5 separate regions of the Mus musculus genome follow, and all the other regions are linked to region 2. Evidence: chromatin contacts called from public ChIA-PET, Hi-C and HiChIP or PLAC-seq data. All regions are on one chromosome and are shown on one strand. The core of a region is the stretch at or near the end of the contact, and the rest is flanking DNA. Distances in the headings are between cores, read along the strand shown. Region 1 overlaps Hsd17b3 (hydroxysteroid (17-beta) dehydrogenase 3). Region 2 holds the start of Ptch1 (patched 1). Region 3 overlaps Ercc6l2 (excision repair cross-complementing rodent repair deficiency, complementation group 6 like 2). Region 4 has its middle 25 kb from the start of Gm30950. Region 5 overlaps Ercc6l2 (excision repair cross-complementing rodent repair deficiency, complementation group 6 like 2).

Region 1 (2,700 bases), core at 77-2,576, 500 kb after region 2:
TCTTGTTGGACACACTTGATCATCCTCAATGTCTCCCACAGGAGCTCTCTTAGCCTTACTGGGCAAACTATCTGTTATGCAGACACCACTGTGCAGCATCCGTCCCTGCCCCAAAGTTCCCAGTATTTAGCGTCTGTGGTGGTTAATCTTCATACTCAGTTTGACAGGCTCTGAAGTCACCTAAATATACATATCTGGGTACATCTATGAGTGTTTCCAGAAATGTGTAACTGACAAAGGCAGACCCTGAGAATGTGGCACCATCCCCCCGCTGGAGTCCTGAACTGAATAAAAAGGAGAGAGGGAACTTAGACACCGGCACTCCTCTCTTTCTGCCCCTTACTTTGGACACAACATGACCAGCTGTGTCATGCTCCCTCCATGCTGCTTTCCTGGGACTAATGCACTGTGCCCTCCTTCACCACCATAATGGATGACAGCCAAAGGAATCCTTCCTTCTGTCAAGTTGCTTCTATCGTGTGTGTGTGTGTGTGTGTGTGTGCATATGTGTAGGTATGTGTGTATGTGTGTGTATGTATGTGTGCATGTGTGTATATGTATGCATGTGTGTATGTGTATGTATGTGTGTAAGTGTATGTGCATGTGTGTATGTGTACATGTGTGTGCACATGTGTATATATGTGTGTGTGTGTGTGTGCATGTATGTATTTGTATACATGCATGTATGTGTGTCTATGTGTATATGTGTGTGGATGTTTGTGCATGTGTTGATGTGTGTGTATGCACGTGTGTATATGTGGATGTGGATGTGTGGATGTATGTGTGTGTATGTGTGTGTATGTGGATATGTGTGTGGGTGTGTGTGTGGATGTGTGTGTGTGTGCACATGTGTATATGTTTATGTGTGTGTGTATGTGTGGATGTGTGTGTGCACATGTATGTGTATATGTGTGTGTGTGGATGTGTGTGTCTGTATGTGTATATGTGTGAGTGTTTGCTCATATACAGAGAAACCAGAGGACACCAGGAGTCTTTCTTATCTTTCTTCACCTTATTCCCTTAAAACAAGGCCTCTCCCTGAACTAAGAGCCCACTTGTTTTTTGCTAGGTTGGAGGCCAGAAGGCGCCAGAAACCCTGTCCCTGCTCCCTGGCACTGTAGTTACAGCCACACTCAACCTTTTTATGTGGGTGCTAGGGATCCAAACATGGGTCTTATCTGCCAAGTCCCCCATTTGCACAGTAACAAGAAAATTAACTCTAAAGTCAACTCTCCCACCTTCCTAGTCCCCCAGACTTTCTCTCCTACCTCTGCCCTTGACCAGCAAGAGCATGTGCTTGCCTATACACACTGCTGCCAGACAACACCCTTGAAATCACTAAGAGTTGTGGGTCATGCTTCCAGCCAGCCAGGCTAACGAGTGCACGGTATATTTAGAAGCTGACTTTTCATTTATTTTCTTTGTTGCTTAGGGAGTTCAGTGTCTATAATAAATAAAACTTTATAAATTCAAATCAAAGCACTTCTGTAGTAAAGGAATCAGAAGGTTATCAAATCCCCTTTGAGGAAATCTAGATGATCAAACAGCCCACGATTGAAAGATCAATGTCTAAAATAATGTAAAACGATTTTAATGATAAGCTTCAACAACAGTTGACCACATAAACCTTAAAGCCACATCAGCTGGGAGCTTTAAAAAGCCACAGATTGCTTAGCATACAAACCCCATGAGCACTCGATAATAACCAAGCAGGAAGCTGTAACATTCCAGTGTGCTGACAGAAAAACAACCAATGATGAACTATTGCCAGGGAGCTTATCCACCTGAAACAACTGCCCGTGGAGAAGGGTGCTAGCCAGCTTTCCCTTTTGATGTTTGAAACCTGGTCCTCCTCAGCCATCTTATGTTCCAGACCCTGAAACTGGACCCCACACTCACCCCATCAACTTGAAATCAGAGTTTCTACCTTGCTGCTCCCTGCAGGTCTATTGACTGCCAAGAGAGATCAGCAAGGCTGCCACATACAGATGTGAACTTCAAGGATGAGCTGAGAGACCAGCTGTGGGGTAAGCATAGGCAGAGAGCTCAGAGCTCACTCATTAGCTGCGCAATGTGGTGGAGGTCCTATGGGCTCAGAGGAAGGGGAAACATTTTGTTCACACTGAAGCTTTAACTCCTCACCATGTCACATGGAACCCGGCTGTGTCCATTCTTAAGCAGTACCAGTTTCTAAACTGTCTTTCCAGGCAGGAGGCCCTCTTTTTCTTCACACAGAGGTATAAATGGACTAGCTTTGAGGGAATCATGGCATAAATGAGTCTGCAATTGACCCAAAGCAAAGGACTCGACAGCTCAATATACCTAAGACATTGCTTCAGCTAATGCTATTTTCATGTCTCTATGTAAAGGGAGGGGCATGGCATGTAAGTGAAGTTAGAGGATGATTTCGGGGTCCTCAGCACCTTCTGTCTTTTGTTTGAGACAAGCTGAGTTCTCCTTGCCTGGGACTTCACCATGTTTGTCATGCTAGTTGACTCACAAGCTTCAGGAGATCTGCCTGTCTCTGCCTCCTGTCTCACCGTCGCTGGAATTATAGGAACATATCATCATACCTGGGGTTGGAATTCAAATCCTCATGCCCGCAAGACAACTAACGGAGCCATCTCCCCAGCTTCTCACTCTAGCACTTTTGTAACAGATGCAGACTTGGAAACTCAGGTTGGTTGGATAACGTGTCCT
Region 2 (2,700 bases), core at 83-2,582:
TTAGGAGACACCGCGGGAGCTCAGTTAGGAAATGCGGCAGCCATCTACAACTTACACTATTTGTGCTCGGAAGAGGGCGGCCACAAGGATCTTTCCTCCCTCTCCCATTCCCTCCTGGTGAACTCTTTAAAATAGCCGAGTGCACAAGGAAGAGGCCCAGGCCGGCGCCGGCGGGGGTCCTGGCTGGGCGCAGGCTGCTCTCCGGGCGGCGGAGCCCGGGGTGCTGGCCAGGGCCCCTGCGGGCCCCAGGCTAGGTGCTTGCCTTCCCCGGATTCCACACATTTCAGCCAGCCTCGTAAACACAATGAACCCGGCCGTTCCGCACACCCGTACCGAAGATTTAAGGTGGCAACTTGTTTACAACTGCCCCCCTCCCCGGCAGGCTGGGAGAAGAGGCGGCCCAAGACCTGGAAGAGAGGGGACGTCCTCTCCCGAGAATAATTTTTAAGGGAGCAGAGATTTCAAGCTCAACGAAAGCAGAACCGGCTGCCAAAAAAGGAAACCACCTTTACTTTGGCTCCCTCCCCTCTGTCTCTCTCCGCCTCTCTCCACTCCGCCTCCCCCTCAAAGAGGTTAAGAAATGTGGCAACGCCGAACTTTAGGCTGCAACCGTGGGCAGGGGCGCGGGAGAAAGGCGCTGGGGCCGAAGGCAGTGCCGCATTGCGGCCGCCCTGGAGGTGGTCCACTCAGGACGGTTTCCAAAGCTCCGGAAAAGGCACACCAGGGAGGGCGTGTGCGCGCGCACACACCACACACACGCACGCACACACACAGGCACCCCTCCACCCCCTGCGGACCTCAGACAGCCCTTTCCTCCAAAGTCCGGAGGGAGGGTTTGAATTTTTCAACCTTCACTTGTCTGCTGCTTTCTCAGGAGTGTGTGTGTGTGTCTGTGTGGCAGGGATCCCAAGGAGGAAGAAGAGGGAAAAGTGAAGAGGGAGGAGGGGACAGAAGTGCACCTTGGAAATCTGCTCCAGAGCGAAGGCGGCGTCGCAGTAGCTGGGCCGGTGCAGATAGTCCCGGTCCGGCGCGGCGCGGTGCGGTCCCCCGGTCCGTCTGCGCCTCCCGCCGCCGGCCTGCCTGCCCAGGGCCCCGGCGGCGTTACCAGCCGAGGCCATGTTGCCGCCGCCGCCGCGGGCTCCGGGCGCGCCTGGGCGCTCGGCTCGCGAGGACGCTGCTGGCCGCCGGGGACTCCGGCTCCGGGTGACAGACCCGCTGCTGCCGCTCACACGGCGGGCGCTGCGGGTGCTGCGGCCGTGGCCGCTGCCGGGGACTCAGACCCTGCGCCTTCCATTGCCACATTGCGCGTGAGTCCCGAGGTCTTTGCGGCCGCCGCTGCCCACATCCAGCTCGCGGGAAGGCGAGAGCCGGCGCTTCCAGGGCGCGCCTCGCGGTCCCCAAGTCCCCCCCAGACGTCCCCGCCCCGCGCCGCGACCCCTTCACGGCAGAAGGCGCGCGCAGACCCCCGCCGCTCGCGCCGGCTCCCTCGGCGCCCGCTGCGGGCGACGCGACGGTACCCGGCGAGTCTCAACGATGCCGGGCCGGGGCTGCCGCTGCTGCTGCTGGTGCTGCTGCGGCTGCGGCTGGAGTTGGCGGTGGCGGCTTCTGAAACGGCTGGTCGCTCTCTGGCTGCTGGGTTCGCGGTGGCTGCTCGGTCCCGGACTCTGCTTTCTTGTTCTCCTCACCGACCCGCTGGACCATTCTGCCCCCGCGCCGCGCGCTTCTTTCGCTACCGGGACCTGGGGACTCCGCTCTGTGTGTGTGCAGCGGGCAGCGGCCGCAGCAGCTCCTTGACTCAATAGATGAGATGGAAGAAGAAAAAAAAGAACTCTCTCCATTTGGAGAAAGAGGAGGAGGAGGGGAGGGGGTGGAGGGGGAAAGAGCGAGCGAAAGAGAAAAAGGCTGGAACTCCCGCCCCCGGGGCTGTCAGATGGCTTGGGTTTCTGCAACGCGATTGGCTCTTGGAGGGCAGAAATTACTCAGCAAACATGACTATTATTAGCTGCTTAGCAACAGCTCACCAAAGTAGAGAGACCACCCAGGTAGGCAACCCCCGTGTGTGCATCCCAGGCTTGGGGGTGGGGGGGCGCTCGCTCAGCGCCAACCCTCTCGCATGCAATACTTCCATTAAGGAATGCTCCCCCCTCCTTTCTTTCTTATTTCTTTTCTTTTCAACAGTGTCTTCTTTTTCGAGACGCCTTTTGCGAGCGCGCGCGCACACACACACAGACACACATACACACGCACACACTCACACGTACAGGAGCATTTGCCTCGCAATAGACATGAGGGATAGGTAATATATTTTTTTAAGCGCTTAAACAATTTCTGAGATTCCTCAAAGAAAACCCTTTTAGAGGCACTTTGGCCTCAAGCTGCAGCAAATACTGGGAGGTCCGGCTTGAATTCCCAGGCCTGCACCAATAATGACAGGGTGGTGGATAGTGCGCCAGTGTGTGCCAATTTTTTTTTCTCCTCTTTTCTTTTATAACCAAAGGCAAGACTTAGACTCTCGCAGGGAACAACGCCTCGTATTAAGATAAACAAAATGGAAAGTTAAAGAGGCGAGCAAGGATGTTGGGAAAAGCCAGCCCTTTTAAAAACCCCTCTCACTCCTCTATCGCCCCCCTCCAATACACAATACAGTCCAATTTGAAAACGTCTATAAGGAGACTCCAGACAAGTCTGCTATTTTATTTG
Region 3 (2,700 bases), core at 55-2,554, 280 kb after region 2:
GAAGCGCAGAAAGTGTTGTTACAAGGCAAGCATTTCCATTCATCTCTACAGTTTGCTCTTGTGTTAGCAACACCACTTTTCTTCATTTCTTTAACTTCAGAAGTAGTGTTTTTAAGAAGTTATCAAGGGGCTAAGCCTGACAGCTTAGTTCTGATCCCTAGAGCCCACCTGGGGTGCATTAAAAGGTTCTGTGATCCCACCACTCCCTCACAAGATCTGAGTGTGAATGGAGAATCCTGGGAGCTTATGGTTCAGTAAGAGAACCTGCTTCTAAACAGGTAGAAGGCAGGAACTGGCTCTTGAAAGTAACCCCCTAGGGCTGTAGAGATGGCTCGGCAGTTAAGACCACTGATTGCTCTTCTATTCCTGAGTTCAATTCCCAGCAACCACATGGTGGCTCATAACCATCTGTAATAGTATCTAATGCCCCCTTCTGGTGTGGCTGATGACAGAGACATGTACTCACACACATAAAATAAATAAATAAATCTTTTTTTAAAAAAGGTTATCCTCTGGCCTTCAGATGCATGCCATAGCACATACATGCCTGCATCACATGCATACGCATTTGTAAACACAACTTACCAATAATGCTTTACAATGCTTAATAACCACATACAAAATACAATATTCAATAGCTATAAAACATAGTTTAGAAACTAAACTTCAAATTTGTATCTTCTTACTTCATATTAGTAAGTAGTCTACTTTCGTCTTAATTTTTTTTTCTTTTCACAAATTTCCCACCACTGCTTGTAAGAATGATTCACTGCTTGCTGGGAAGATGTGACTACTAGTCACAGTGTCCATTTAATAGAGATTTGGGTTAATAGAACAAAATGCTTTTTAAGGGATAGTCACTTGTTTTTCTATCTGCTCTTTATATTTCTTGCTCTTTTTTTTTAACCTCTTCTGTCATATATCTGTGATGATTACAGGGACCCTATGTATTTATCCAGATTGCTTTTTATTCTACCTAAGTGGTTTTGCTGTTTTCAGTCCTTTCCATTCCCAGTTAGTTTTGTTATCAGATTATGGGGCCACCTGTTCCACAAGTCAGGTCTGGCTACTCATCAGTAATACAATTTAAAAAGCAAATTTAAAAATGGAAAGCAGAAAAAGGAGATTTGTTCAGCTCAGCTATGTTGGGAAGAGGGACAAGGGTCCATCAGATTCCTCAAGCCCATCTTCAGGGTCCAGAAGTGAGATCAAGTTTAAATAGAAGGCAGAGGGTGTACACATGTAAGCAGTGTCAGTCAAAGTGAGGTCCCGCCCACCACTGATTCATCAGTGCCTGGGCTTCAGTCTGTGATGTGATTTGACAAGTTAGAACTGTGTGAGATTCCTGGGGGAATTCCCATTTTCTTGCACTCTATTGTTTCAATAGTCTGATAGATTGAGAGACAAGTATTTCTTTAGAATATGTTCATTTCTTCCAGGCTGTGACAACGTAAGTAGAGAGTAAAGAATTCTTTAGAGCACTGTGACCTACCTAGTGTTGTTCCTAGTACCTCCTTAATGGCAACTTTTCTGTCACTGTCCCATCCAGAATGGAGACTTCCCTTTTATTTTATTTTTTTATTAGATATTTTCTTTATTTCCTTTTCAAATGCTATCCCGAAAGTTCCCTATTCCTTCCTCCCACCCTGCTCCGCTACCCACCCACTCCCACTTCTTGGCCCTGGCATTCCCCTGTACTAGGGCATATAAAGTTTGCAAGACTAAGGGGCCTCTTTTCCCAATGATGGCCAACTAGGGCATCTTCTGCTACATATGCAGCTAGAGACACAAGCTCTGGGGGTACTGGTTAGTTCATATTGTTGTTCCATCTATAGGATTGCAGACCCCTTTATCTCCTTGGGTACTTTCTCTAGTTCCTCCATTGGGGGCCCTGTGTTCTATCCTATAGATGACTGTAAGCATCCACTTCTGTGTTTGCCAGGCACTGGCATAGCCTCACAAGAGACAGCTATATCAGGGTCCTTTCAGCAAAATCTTGCTGGCATATGCAATAGTGCCTGGGTTTGGTGGCTGATTATGGGATGGATCCCCAGGTGGGGTAGTCTCTGGATGGTCCATCCTTTTGTCTTAGCTCCAAACTTTGTCTCTGTAACTCCTTCCATGGGTGTTTTGTTCCCTAGTCTAAGGAGGAATGAAGTATCCACACATTGGTCTTCCTTCTTCTTGATTTTCTTGTGTTTTGCAAATTGTATCTTGGGTAAGTTTCTGGGCTGATATCCACTTATCAGTGAGTGCATATCAAGTGACTTATTTTGTGATTGGGTTACCTCACTAAGGATGATATCCATTTGCCAGATCCATCCATTTGCCCAAGAATTTCATGAATTCATTGTTTTTAATAGCTGAGTAGTACTCCATTATGTAAATATACCACATTTTCTGTATCCATTCCTCTGTTGAGGGACATCTGGATTCTTTCCAGCTTCTGGCTATTATAAATAATGCCTCCCTTTTATTAAGTAAACACCACTACATTATAGTCACTACATCATCAAGAGTGATTCCAGGGCAGCGAATCATGGATATCCTTCTAAGTACTTGGCTTTTACTGTCTTAGATAATTAGACAGTGAGTACTAAGTGATGCATCTTACAATTGGTCATATAGCTGTGTTATTAATGCTTTTCTTGTTTGTTTTTTCTGACCATTCTGTTACAGACCAACTCACGGGGTGACACA
Region 4 (2,700 bases), core at 75-2,574, 390 kb after region 2:
CAAATTATCTAGAAACAATGAGAATTGTGGGTCGCCAGACACCAATACACTTACTGCCTGTCCCCTGGCTCACAATGTTGAAACTGGACATGTGGCTGCGGGTTCATTCCTTCTGCAGCATATGATTGCAGAGGGGAGAGGTGGTCCAAGTGTGCCTAAAAGGTTTCTAAGAACTTGGATGCCCCACCCCCACCCCCCAACGGAACTCTCTAGATGTGATTTCCTGGGAATGTCTGCTTTATCTGTAAGCTTAACCTCCCTATGATCCAAGGCTAGCTTCAAGCCCTACAGAAATAAATAAATAGCTTTGCTCTCTTGCCCTGTGAACCACTTGGCTGCAGCTGGGAGTTTGTTACTATCTGCTCCGAGTGTTGGTAGGCTGTTTGGTGTTGGCCACACAACCCTGCCCTGGGCCAGTTCTGTTCTTTCTGGGAGGTTGTGCCTGTTGGAAACAGGCCTCTGGACCACACAAGGACTTAATAAGCTGTTTACCTCCACGGTGGTGTCCAGGCCACTACGCCCGCTGTGGTCTACCCCACCTTAATGACCGGATCTCGGCAGCTAATACCCCTAATCAGATACCTCCGAGCTGACTGGAGTTTCTCTCTGGGTCTCGGAAACTCTGCTTTCCCCGCTGTCCCCTCCATTCTCCCTCCTTATCCTTCCTAAACTTTCCATCTATCCGTTCTGAAAACGCAAGAATCCAAACATCCTCCAAGTAGTTTTTAGTAATTTCTTTTATTTCAGCATCCACAGTGTTTGGGACTGCATTCTAGGCAGCAATACCACCTCTGAGTTTCAGCTGTCACTTCAACGGAAAGGTCCAGCTGTCCCCTCTCAGGTAGAGTCACGATGTTAAGGGTCTACAGGCCATCAGCAAAGGAAGCTTGCCACCATTTTTCCCTTCTAGAAGGTGTTTGTTTATATATAGCCTTGCCACTTGTGCACCCTAAGAAGCTGCTTCAGAAAAACATAGTCTGAGGCCAAGACCCCCGGTCAGCAAGGAAGAAGGAACAACCTGTGCAGTTTGTCCTCTCGGGAGCAAAAAGCCTAGCTCTAGAGCGATGGGGCCCCTGCACTCTCCCTGCATGCCTCCCTCAGCCATTGCAAGGACGCTGACAGCCATAAAAAATCAGGCCTGTTAACAACAGGGAAGATCACAGGCCTTGATTCCTGTCGAGCTCCTGCAATAACAGCTACCATCTGGCTCCCCATCACAGCCCAAGGCAGGGCCTGATTTATGGGGCAGCTTGGGTCAGGGAGTGGGCCTTGTTCCTTGCCCTTTCCCCCACAAACACCCCAGCGGGCCAGGCCTGGGAGAGGGCCACTGCAGGTCATCAATAAATCCTGGGCATAAAACAATGCAGAGGTTTATTAAGGGAGCTGAGATGGAGACGGATGCGAGTTATTCTGGTTACATGCCCAGCTATCTTCCCCCACACAGTTCAAAGTCTATGCAACCTAATGCATTTCAGCAGCCAATAAAAGTTACTGCTGCGCTCTCTCTCTCTCTCTCTCTCTCTCTCTCTCTCTCTCTCTCTCTCTCTCTCTCTCTCTCTCTCTCATCCATAGGGCTTATAAATGATGGAGCAGGAGGTGTGAAGGATACATTGCAGCTCTAAAGCAGTGGATTACCTCAGAATAATTAGTCACCAAAGGAAGTCAGCTGCAGTAGACACTCACCTCTTTATCTAGACCAGGGTTCCCTTGTGGGATGGAAATTTTTAAAGTAATCTGAAATCAAAATTTGGATCCACCCATGGGGCATAAAAGTGACACTTTTGAATGCTTCTGTGACTCCGAAGTGCTGCCTTTGCAGAGAAGGCCAGACAGGATGGCCATGAGGCTCACTCTATTTGTAGGCTGGAGAGATCTCCATCTTTTCCCCCCAGAGGAACCATTCAACCAGAACTCCCAGCTGCTGGCCATTAAGCCCTGAAGGGCTAAAATAGTATTGTCTGGAGATGAAATTAAATTGTATTGACATAGACTAATGGGATATGATGAAGAGGAGCCTGGCCAGGGTTTAGGAAGATGGCTGTGCTGTGCTATAGATACTAGCAGTATCCATAGGACCCTGGGGTTCTGAGAATTAACATTATTCAGTATTACTAAGGATAGTCTGGCTCACTCTAAGTGCCTAGGAAAACCCCTTCTATATCTTGTTATCTTTGCCCAAGATGTTGAAAAGGCCCTCAAGAAGTTGTCTCTTATAACCAGATGTGGTGGCACACACTTGGGAAGTAGAAGCTGGAGGATTTTACATGTTCAAGGCCAGCTGGGGCTAGAGAAAGTATCTGTGATGGTTTGTATATGCTTGGCCTAGGGAGTGGTATTGTTGGGAGGTGTGGCCTTGTTGAAGTAGGTGTGGTCTTGTGGGTATGGGCTTTAATACCCTTGTCCTAGCTGCCTGGGAGCCTGTATTCTGCTAGTAGCCTTAAGATTAAGATGTAGAACTCTCAGCTCCTCCTGTACCATGCCTGCCTGGATGCTGCCATGTTCCCACCTTGATGATACTGGACTGAACCTCTGAACCTGTAAGCCAGCCCCAATTAAATGTTGTCCTTTGTAAGACTTACCTTGGTCATGGTGTCTGTTCACAGCAGTAAAACCCTAACGAAGACAGCATCTAAAAAATATAGCAAGTTAGCTCTTCATATATAATGTCCTAGTCTCACTCCATTGCTGTGATAAAACAAC
Region 5 (2,762 bases), core at 46-2,545, 320 kb after region 2:
TCGGTTTTCTACTTCCACTGTGTGGGGTTTGGGGATTGAACTCAGGTCATTGGGTTTAGAAGCAAGCACCTATGTCTTCTGAGCCGTCTGCCAGGCAAGTTTTGTGAAGTTTCTTACTACAGACTGGGTATGGAGATGCACATCTATATCATGCCAGCACTCCAGAGTCTCAAGCAGAATTGTAAGTTCAGTACCATCCTATGCTGCGTGATGAGTTTTAGGCTAGCCTAGGATCCTGCCGTAAAGCCAACACACAAAATAAAGTTGCTTTAGATTGCAGCTATTGTACCTTCTGGGAGGAAAGGAGCTAGAGTTTCCAACTTCAGTCCCCTCTTCCTCTCACAACATGTTTGTGTTTTCAGGCCTGATTGTCAGTTTTGAACATATGCAGAAAATGTGGCTTTGGTATATATTTGGGTTCAATCCACTAACCAGTTGGTTTTTTCCTAGACAGTGGTTTAAGGTTCAGGAGTAGGTTTTAGCCTTAGGTTTTTGTTGAATACAGAGACCCTACTTTATGATAACCTTGCATAATTAATTTGAATATTTTTCACTGTTGCCCAAAGATCGTTAAACAGTTTTATCACTTTAGATCCAGCTGCCATTTGCATGGATTTTCTTTCACTGTTCTGTCTGTTTTGATAGCTCTCCCAGTTCCTTGCATTGCAAAGATAAGCGAATTTATGCCTTTGTGTGTGCTTACAGTTTGGCCCTTAACCAAAGAGATCTCTTTTTAAGTCTTTTGTTTGAACAGATGTGTAAACAAAACATTGCTGCTTCAGACTTCACAGTTTAAGGCTTGATGAAAACAGAAACTGAAAGAACACTTGATTTGTATTCTTCGTGGCATACTTGGTGTGATCAGGATGATGGAGAGGCAGGGCCACACATGATGGTGACCTTAGAGTGTGCTTAGAACTGTTTAGCTTTGGGAACAAGTTGTAGGCCCCAGACTTTACTGGCATAGGCAGGCCCTCAGTTCATCTTAGAACCAGCTTTCTGAGTTCAGCCTTCTACCATCATGACTTTCCACTGCCTTTGAAAATCTCCACTTAGTTCCAGTTTCCCATTACTGGCTAACCACCTGGATTTAGGACATCAGTATGACTGGTATCCACTTTTCTTGTGTGCCCTAAAAGGAACCAGCGCCATAGCCAGATCCATTCCTCATCTACCTAGTCAAAGATTTCACTAGTTCCTGGTAACCTGCCACAGACAGGCTATCCTGTCTGTGCACCACTGTGAGCAGCCTTCCTCTGCAATGTGTAGGATGAGGTGAGCTGGGGAGATTCTGTGTGCTGGCTATGGATGTGTCTCCAGAATTAGTCCCAAGAGAGATTATCCATAATACCTTTTCTGTAAAATAGAAACTAGAGGCTTGTCTTAGTTTGGGTTTTATTGCTGTGAGGAGACACCATGACCACAGCGACACTTACAAGGGAAAACATTTAATTAGAGCTGGCTTACAGTTCAGAGGTTTAGTTCATGATTGTCACAGTAGGTAGCATGGCAGCATCCAGCATCGAAGAGTGTTCTATATCTGGATCTGCAGGCAGCAGGAAGAGAGAAACCCCAAAGCCCAGTGACACTTTCTCAAACAAGGCCACACCTCCCAGTAGTACCCATCCCTATGGGCCTAGAGGGGCCATTTTCATTTAAACCACAAGGCTCTTCATGATTATCTTCAAAAGTTAGCATCACGGTGGCAAGCTTGTATAACCACAAGGCCGAAGCAAAAGTACCCAAGTTCAAGGCCAGCTTGGACTACATCATTAGTTCTAAGGCCTCCTGCAGCTATACTGAAAACCCTTGTGTTTAAAAAGAAAAGAAGAAAACAGAAAAAAAAAAACCCACAGTTCTTTACTCTCCTGGATTTTAAACTCTTGATACATTTGTTACAGGATGTGGTTATGAGAGGGCCTTTCCCTGTCAAATTCTCATTTCTATGTAAGAACCTTTCTTTAGCAGTTTACCTTCAAATTTATATTACATTTTAATTAATGTTAATAAAAGGAGGTTTTGGGTTTTTTTTAATAAATATTCCCTGAACTATACAGTGCTGTTTTCTAATATACACATTCCATATGTGGCCGAATAAACAGAAAAATGCAAATGTGATCATAGAGCTGTAAGGTAGAAGGATTCCTTCCTTTGAAAGTATACTGACATTAAAGATTGCTATCTACAGTTTTCTTAAGCTTTTCATATTGGAAAATCTGTAGCTTTTTTTTTTTAGTTGAGTCTGCACTGAAAAACTGTTGCTTGAGTAAAAGTAAGGCCCTTGACTTAGGTCTATTGCTTTGAATTACAGATCATGTACTTTACTAAAGGAATGATGGCTAGTGAGACAGCTTAGCAAGCAGGTAAAAGCCAGCAACCCTGGGACCTTGTGATAGAAAAAAGAACTGACTCTGAAAGTTGTCCTTTGACCTCCACACACATGCCTTGGCATGTGAGTACAAAATAAATAAATGAATGTAAAAAGAATACTAAAAAGATAAGATCCAGATTATCCAAGGACATTTGACTGTTTCATATTGTTACAGGATGATAAATAACTTTCATGGTATATAACCAATGTAAGCCTAAAACTATAGTAAGAAGTGAGTTGTTCAGAATTATGACTGATAAGACCTAGTGTGGACTCATTTATTTTCTCAAGTTTTGCTTTGGAGATTTTATTTGTGTGTGTGGTTTTGTTTGTTTTGTTTTGTTTTGTTTTGTTTTTTCTTCCTAAGTGTGAAAGGGTTGATTTGAGTTTC

What was found. A called contact is a pair of places that touch in the nucleus more often than the background predicts. ChIA-PET counts read pairs in DNA pulled down with a chosen protein or histone mark. HiChIP or PLAC-seq counts read pairs in DNA pulled down with a chosen protein or histone mark.
Region 1: an H3K4me3 HiChIP or PLAC-seq map of embryonic limb bud shows a contact between it and region 2, with 3 times the contacts expected there. The contact joins the enhancer-like site here to the promoter of Ptch1 in region 2. A contact is called at or near these places in 7 of 39 promoter capture datasets (the 3T3-L1 cell line, the C10 cell line, cranial neural crest and 4 more), 10 of 115 datasets of contacts at active chromatin or transcription factors (the NIH/3T3 cell line, T-cell acute lymphoblastic leukemia, bone marrow-derived macrophages and 6 more) and 4 of 9 other capture datasets (adipose tissue, embryonic tail, embryonic trunk and 1 more).
Region 3: a Hi-C map of epidermal suprabasal cells shows a contact between it and region 2, with 2.9 times the contacts expected there. The contact joins the enhancer-like site here to the promoter of Ptch1 in region 2. A contact is called at or near these places in 10 of 39 promoter capture datasets (the 3T3-L1 cell line, the C10 cell line, cranial neural crest and 5 more), 1 of 484 Hi-C or Micro-C datasets (epidermal suprabasal cells), 6 of 115 datasets of contacts at active chromatin or transcription factors (the SCID.adh cell line, bone marrow-derived macrophages, craniofacial prominence and 3 more) and 2 of 9 other capture datasets (adipose tissue and embryonic tail).
Region 4: an H3K4me3 HiChIP or PLAC-seq map of embryonic limb bud shows a contact between it and region 2, with 4 times the contacts expected there. The contact joins the enhancer-like site here to the promoter of Ptch1 in region 2. A contact is called at or near these places in 9 of 39 promoter capture datasets (the 3T3-L1 cell line, cranial neural crest, embryonic stem cells and 5 more), 5 of 484 Hi-C or Micro-C datasets (embryonic stem cells, nephron progenitors and uterus), 10 of 115 datasets of contacts at active chromatin or transcription factors (bone marrow-derived macrophages, craniofacial prominence, embryonic forebrain and 6 more) and 4 of 9 other capture datasets (adipose tissue, embryonic tail, liver and 1 more).
Region 5: a contact with region 2 is called in an RNA polymerase II ChIA-PET map of memory CD8 T cells, with 26 read pairs. The contact joins the enhancer-like site here to the promoter of Ptch1 in region 2. A contact is called at or near these places in 8 of 39 promoter capture datasets (the 3T3-L1 cell line, 3T3-L1-derived adipocytes, the SN4741 cell line and 4 more), 4 of 484 Hi-C or Micro-C datasets (CD4 T cells, Th1 cells and cerebral cortex), 12 of 115 datasets of contacts at active chromatin or transcription factors (the 230-238 cell line, the SCID.adh cell line, T-cell acute lymphoblastic leukemia and 8 more) and 4 of 9 other capture datasets (adipose tissue, embryonic tail, liver and 1 more).

Annotation. Positions count from the first base shown.
Region 1 is chr13:64,065,100-64,067,799 of GRCm38.p6, forward strand. All of the region lies in intron 6 of Hsd17b3 (hydroxysteroid (17-beta) dehydrogenase 3), which reads right to left. Among named protein-coding and RNA genes, the nearest start is that of Gm30999, 10 kb to the left of the region's middle. Within about 2 kb of position 1,327, at least 4 of the 459 cell types and tissues checked have an H3K27ac peak or open chromatin away from gene starts, as enhancers often do. A contact at or near this core is called in embryonic limb bud, where this site is marked.
Region 2 is chr13:63,564,403-63,567,102 of GRCm38.p6, forward strand. Ptch1 (patched 1) reads right to left here and starts at 1,333. Exons shown (of 24, transcript NM_008957.3): 1 at 960-1,333. The coding sequence starts at 1,118. RefSeq lists an enhancer at 1,892-2,071.
Region 3 is chr13:63,844,662-63,847,361 of GRCm38.p6, forward strand. It overlaps Ercc6l2 (excision repair cross-complementing rodent repair deficiency, complementation group 6 like 2), which reads left to right. Exons shown (of 19, transcript NM_001013608.3): 7 at 1-25; 8 at 2,680-2,700. Among named protein-coding and RNA genes, the nearest start is that of Ercc6l2, 31 kb to the left of the region's middle. Within about 2 kb of position 1,305, at least 2 of the 459 cell types and tissues checked have an H3K27ac peak or open chromatin away from gene starts, as enhancers often do. A contact at or near this core is called in epidermal suprabasal cells, where this site is marked.
Region 4 is chr13:63,950,912-63,953,611 of GRCm38.p6, forward strand. No RefSeq gene overlaps it. Among named protein-coding and RNA genes, the nearest start is that of Gm30950, 25 kb to the left of the region's middle. Within about 2 kb of position 1,325, at least 43 of the 459 cell types and tissues checked have an H3K27ac peak or open chromatin away from gene starts, as enhancers often do. A contact at or near this core is called in craniofacial prominence, embryonic limb bud, embryonic tail and 4 more, where this site is marked.
Region 5 is chr13:63,884,981-63,887,742 of GRCm38.p6, forward strand. The region is part of intron 17 of Ercc6l2 (excision repair cross-complementing rodent repair deficiency, complementation group 6 like 2); the gene reads left to right. Among named protein-coding and RNA genes, the nearest start is that of Gm46423, 20 kb to the right of the region's middle. Within about 2 kb of position 1,296, at least 43 of the 459 cell types and tissues checked have an H3K27ac peak or open chromatin away from gene starts, as enhancers often do. A contact at or near this core is called in the SCID.adh cell line, T-cell acute lymphoblastic leukemia, Th1 cells and 3 more, where this site is marked.